Regions from separate parts of the Zea mays genome. Here region 1 is linked to region 2. Evidence: chromatin contacts called from public Hi-C data. All regions are on one chromosome and are shown on one strand. The core of a region is the stretch at or near the end of the contact, and the rest is flanking DNA. Distances in the headings are between cores, read along the strand shown. Region 1 holds the start of LOC100280178. Region 2 has its middle 14 kb from the start of LOC103632803.

Region 1 (2,947 bases), core at 252-2,751, 180 kb after region 2:
ATGCCATCGTGCTCCTTCTCCTGCACGTCGTACCGGCTGTCGTTGCCCACCCAGCCGCCGTGCCCGCAGTCCAGGTAGTAGTAGGACGCGGAGGACACGATGGCGCGGTACCCGGCCGCCACGATGCGCTTGGTGTTCTCGGCGCCGTTGTTCCACGTCTGCAGCACGGTGGTGTCGTGGGGCAGCACCGTCTGCCCGACCGACACCTTGGGCCCCAGGAGGACGTCCTCCCAGTACACCGACGTGCGGTTCAGCTCGTGGACTAGGAACGGCCGCGTCGCGTTCACGAACAGCTCCAGCAGGCGGTCGTGGGAGCCGCCGTCCGCCAGGAAGCCCCGCACCACGGGGTCGTCCTCCCAGCACGCCGTGTTCACCTCGTCGGCGCCCGCGTGGAGGTACGGGTCCGGGAACAAGGCCGCCAGGTCGCGCAGCACGTCCTCCGCCACGCGGTACGTCTTGGGGTTCAGCGGGTTCAGCTGCCCCGTGCAGGGCTCCGCTGCCAGCGCCGGCTTCGCCGTCGGCGCCCAGAACTTGTTCGCGCACGTCACGATCTCCGGGTACGCGCCCGCCCACGACCCCGTGTGCCCTGAAGTCTTTGCATTGAAGATTGCAACCGTAGAAAAGTGCAGGATCCAGTACAGTACTTTGGAATCAGCTCTCACTCACCGGGCATGTCGATTTCAGGGATGACGCGGATGCCAAAGGCCCCGGCGTATCGGACGATGCGGCGGACGTCCTGGTCGGTGTAGCGCATGACGGGGGAGTAGGAGCCGAAGTTGGCGAGATTGGGGACCGAGGGGAGGACGATGGGGAAGGACTGGGAGTCGGTGATGTGCCAGTGGAATACATTGAGCTTGTTGGAGGCCATGGCGCGGATGGTGCGGAGGATGTCACGGACGGGGTAGTAGTTCCGTGCGGTGTCGAGGAGGATCCCGCGGTGGGTGAATAGGGGGTGGTCGGAGATTTCTATCTCGCTGGGGACGATCGGCTGGCCGCTCGCGTCGGCGGCGCCGCTGCTCCAGGCGAGCTGGGAGAAGGTCTCGAGACCGCGGATGATGCCCCAGGGAGTGGCGGCAGAGATGTCAGCGGAGCTGGAATTGGGTGGCACGGAGAGCGTGTAGGACTCGTCGACGCCGGGGCCGAGCGGGACGTCGGGATCGGAGACGGAGAGCGCGAGCAGGCGGATGGGGACGCCCGAGACGGTGTAGTTGACGGGGGGCATAATCGGCGTGTACCGCTCGGTGCGGATGAGGCGGGTGTAGTACGCGATGGCGTGACGGAGCGACGGGTGCGACGGCGAGGCGCGGATGTTGAACGACGGGGAGATCGGCGCGTATGCCGGCAACGGCCACGAGATGGACACCGGCTTGGGCCACACCTGCACTTTCTGAGGCACCCGCGGCGGTGGTGGCTGAGAAGGCGGTGGCGCGAGGGAGGCGAGTGCAGCTAATGAATGGAAGAGGAAGAGCAAGAGGAAATACGGCGATGCCGCCACCGCCATCGCTTAGGTTTAGGAGGTTCACAAGGGATTTGGGATTTTGGCATCTAGCCATCTACTACGGCGGGGGTCGATGAGTGAGAGGGTGCGGTGCAGAACTCCAGATCTGGTTTTGACTTTCTTGAGCATGTTTGTTACTCCTCTCGGAGTGAGTGGTCGTTTGCGCTATCCGTAACATGTGGATCCCAAGTAAAGAGTACTGTTATTCTGGAATTCTTTTTATTTTTGCTATTCTTCTAAAAAAATCATGTCTGCCCACTTGTAACTAATTCGATCTTTAAGCTATCCGCAGCACATGTTACTTAATACCTTTTCAATATTTTTAGTCTAGTCATCAAGATTCATTACTCTATATTACAATCATCCACACTCATATCTCTCTCTATATATTTCCTCTATATCAACTACTACATATCTATTCATTCCAATCCCATTTCAATCCCACTGCTATATTTTTTCTCTATATAACACATGATTTTTTTCTATGGGCAATACTAGCATTTGAACGATTTACATGCACTATATTTGACAGGATACTGTGTCGTGACATATTGCGTACAATGTTGTGGGCATCTTTTAAGCTACCGCTCATGTATCATGTGTTACCAAAAGCCCTCCTGTAACTCAGTGCAGATAGTCTTAAACCTATAGCCAACGTAATAATCTATGATACCAAAATTACACGCCTTGGTGTCATAGTTATGGAGCCAGGGTATATGACATGGGAGCCATAGTTGTCGTGACCTATTGGGACTTTGATGTCAAGATCTGCGTCGTCAAGGTCGAAGATATGATGTATGATACCGAGGTTGGTGCATGTGATGCTGATTTTGATGTCATATATTTTGGCACCACATCTCATCGTCTTCCTCTTATCTCTCGTTTCTCTCTCTTCTACCTCGACTTTGATCCGCGTGTAGCTCCCCTCCATCGGCTCGGACGTCACCCTCCCTACTTGTCACACCATCAATACTGCAGCAATTGTGTGTCCTCGTCTTCTCTCTTGAAAGCATCTAGGCTCCTGGTTAGTTTTAGTGATTGATGACAACATAAGATTATTGTGACTAACTGTTGTTTTGCAGACTCCATGGTAAGTTAAGTCACATTGCAGGTAGATGGACTTCAACAAAGCACCCCGGATGATGGAAATCAGAAAAAATGGGTAAGAAAGGATGTTTAAAGTGAACATCTTCTTTTCCCCTGTCGGGGACCATAATTAGGGGTACCCTCAAGACGCCTAATTCTCAGCTGGTAACCCCCATCAGCATAAAGCTGCAAAGGCCTGATGGGTGCGATTAAGTCAGGAATCAGTCCATACGAGTGACTCGATCACGCTTCGCCCGAGCCTAGCCTCGGACAAGGGTAGCCGACCTCGAGGGACTTCCGTCTCGCCCGAGGCCCCCCTTTTTACGGCGGACACATCTCCGGCTCGCCCAAGGCCTTGGCTTC
Region 2 (3,120 bases), core at 166-2,665:
ACCACACGTACGTTCGTACGCCAAAAGTCCGCATCTATGTCTTGTTGTGTACGTGCTGTGCCTGTGCGCGTCACTGGTGGACTATAGTAGTGTTTGAATTCGGATGAGCCTGCATGAAAAAGGTGCAAGTAAACAGGTGTCGATCCAACGGCCAGGGCGACCAACCATGCATTATGCATGTTTGGTGCCGGTCGTCGGCGCTCATCGCTTGCACCGTGGACTTTCACGCACGTACGTACGACGAGCACTTGTAGGTAGGTACCTGCAGACAGCACATGCTGTTTTTTTTTGTTTCAAAATTTTGAATCTGACCTACTACTACGTACTAGCGGCTAGTCCCAGCAGAGATACTACTGCGGTGCTTGCTCCTCCTGCACATGGTGAGGTTGGCCGCGCTTGGCGGCTCTCAACTCTCATCATAGTGAACTCGACCCTGCCGGCGGTTGAGGACCAATGGACGCCTCTGCATGCATGCATGGGAGCGCGCTATAGCCGGGGCGAGAAGGAACAACGAACAAGACAAGCAAGGGCCAGAGGTGTTCCACGCGCGCTAGCTACTACTACGTGTACGCACACTTGGGCGTCGTGCAGCTGGTCGTGTCGTCATGACTTTGGGCTTTGTGGAGGGGAGCTGCACTACTGCAGGTTCCCACGCCCACCCACACGCATATGGGGCCGAGAGAGGGCGAGATGCCGCCATTTTTGGCAATCGTAAAAAAGAGCAGAGCCCAGGCATAATTGTCAATGATGCCCGAATCCTTGCATGCCCCGGCCCGCATGTATGTTGGAGTTGGAGCACGTACGTCCACGCAGCGATTCAAACACGGTTGACCCCGCGTTAGAATCCACAAGTATATAAATACTCGAACTTTTGGGACGACTTTGTCTAGTGCTTACATTACACTGCGCATCTTTGATGCTTGATGACAGCGGTTAAGCAGATATATTATACGGTTACAGTACGCAGCAGCAGGCAGGCTAGCTACTTAGCTTTGCATTATGACAAGCTAAGTCGAGAACTTGGCTACACCCTATTAGTCGACGCTCCCATGGAATAGTAGGCAGGGCTGCTGGTGAGGGGAGGTACGTAGTAGGGGGTGCGGACATGTGGGCCCCCACGCCCGACATTCCGCGGTGGTCCGCCCCGGTAAATTATACTAATGCTGTGCGGTGCCCCAGTGGTCCTCGTGAAAAAAGATAGAGAGAGCAAGGGCGCTAGCTGCAACTGCACTACTGCAGCCTGCATGCGATGCAGGAACCTAATTCAGTTTCATGGTTTTTGTTTCGCTGCTAGCTGCTGCAAGAGCAAGAGCAAGTGCAAGTGCGAGTGCGAGCTGCATGCGGTATTGCGACCCGTGTGGGGGACCTTGCATTGGTCTGGATCTGACTCGATCTGATCGCCTCCCCATGGACCATGGACTACGTTTGGTAGGACTGCCCGCAGCTAGCACCAGCAGCTCAACCTATCGTGTGTATACTACCGAGTACCGAGTGAGTGTGACCCTCGAAACAGTGTTCTCGTGCAGTAATCCTACTCACAGGGTTGGAACATTCCTAGCTACTCACAGGCTATTGCGACGACTGCGGGATGTCCAGCGCGTCTCGATGCGCGTGTGACGAGGACCCCGTCGTTTTTTTTTCTCCATAGCAACTGCTATGGGTAGTTGGTTCTGGATAGTTTTCGCTTTCTATTATTCACTCAAGGGATTACCGAACTTCTTTTAAGGCAGGCCACGCAGCGATTCAAATAATGTTGACCCCCCGGCAGAATCCACAACTACCGCAAAACAAGTCTCGGTCGAGTGTTTTTCTTTTCAGCATTCGAAAAAAACGGCCGAGCGATTTTTTCGAAAACTCGACGAAGAGTTTTTTTTTGCTGAATGTTTTTTTATACTTGGCAAGCTTCTTTGCCAAACGTTTTATTTTTTACATTTGGTAAAGAAATTCTTTACCAAGTATTTTCTTTTTACACTAGGTGAAGACAATTTTCAAATCATATTTTGAAGCAGTACATTACTTTAAATGAAAAATGTTTTAACTACAAAGATGTACTATAGCTCATCAAGATGTAAATTTTTATTTTAGTCATTTCTTCATATGATAAAGTATAAATAAATTTATTCACAAGCACTTACATACCCCTCTTGTAGTTTATGAAACTACAAGAGAGATCGATGTATAAGGTTTGTGAATAATGTTAGAACCACCATGTTGGATGAGTAAATGATCAAACAAACAAAATAAACTTTGTAGATCTTGAGAAGTTATAGAGTCTTGTAGTATGGAACTTTTTGATTTGAAGTTATCTTGTCAAAGAAAACTATGTTTGCATTTTTAAAATTTGAAATTTCCAAACAACCTCGGATGGAAAAACCACCAAAATGAAAGTTGTAGGTCTTGAAACGTTATGAAACTCTATAGTCGACAACTTTTTTGATTTGAAATCATTTGATCATGCAAAACTATATTCGAATTCAAAATTTGAATTTTTCAAACGACCTCTGAACAAAAAACCACCAAAATGAAAGTTGTAGGTCTTGAAAAGTTATGAAACTCTATAGTCGACAACGTTTGAATTTGAAATCATTTGATCATGCAAAACTATATTTGAATTCAAAACTTGATTTTTTTCAAACGGCCACGGAACAAAACACCACCAAAATGAAAGTTGTAGGTCTTGAAAAGTTGTGAAACTCTATAGTCGACAACTTTTTGATTTGAAATCATTTGATCATGCAAAATTATATTTGAATTCAAAACTTGAATTTTTCAAACGGTCTCGGAACAAAACACCACCAAAATGAAAGTTGTAGGTCTTGAAAAATTATGAAACTCTATAGTCATCATGCAAAACTATATTTGAATTCAAAACTTGAATTTTTCAAACGGTCTCGGAACAAAACACCACCAAAACTAAAATTGTAGGTCTCTAAAAGTTATTTAACTTTGTAGTTGACAACCTTTAAATTTAAAATCATGTTATCATATAAAAATATGTTTGAAGTTTTCAAATTTAAAATTCAAATGTTGTAAACAATTTTGGATGAAAAAACTATTAAAATAAAAGTTGTAGGTCTAAAAAAATTATGCAACTCTGTAGTTAACAATTTTTTCATTTGA

The links. A called contact is a pair of places that touch in the nucleus more often than the background predicts.
Region 1: a contact with region 2 is called in a Hi-C map of ear, with 4 times the contacts expected there. The contact joins the promoter of LOC100280178 here to the enhancer-like site in region 2. A contact is called at or near these places in 2 of 25 Hi-C or Micro-C datasets (ear and tassel).

What each region holds. Positions count from the first base shown.
Region 1 is chr1:27,254,012-27,256,958 of Zm-B73-REFERENCE-NAM-5.0, forward strand. LOC100280178 reads right to left here and starts at 1,502. Exons shown (of 2, transcript NM_001153110.1): 1 at 667-1,502; 2 at 1-586. The coding sequence starts at 1,501.
Region 2 is chr1:27,078,501-27,081,620 of Zm-B73-REFERENCE-NAM-5.0, forward strand. No RefSeq gene overlaps it. Among protein-coding and RNA genes, the nearest start is that of LOC103632803, 14 kb to the left of the region's middle. Within about 2 kb of position 1,416, at least 14 of the 20 cell types and tissues checked have an H3K27ac peak or open chromatin away from gene starts, as enhancers often do. A contact at or near this core is called in ear and tassel, where this site is marked.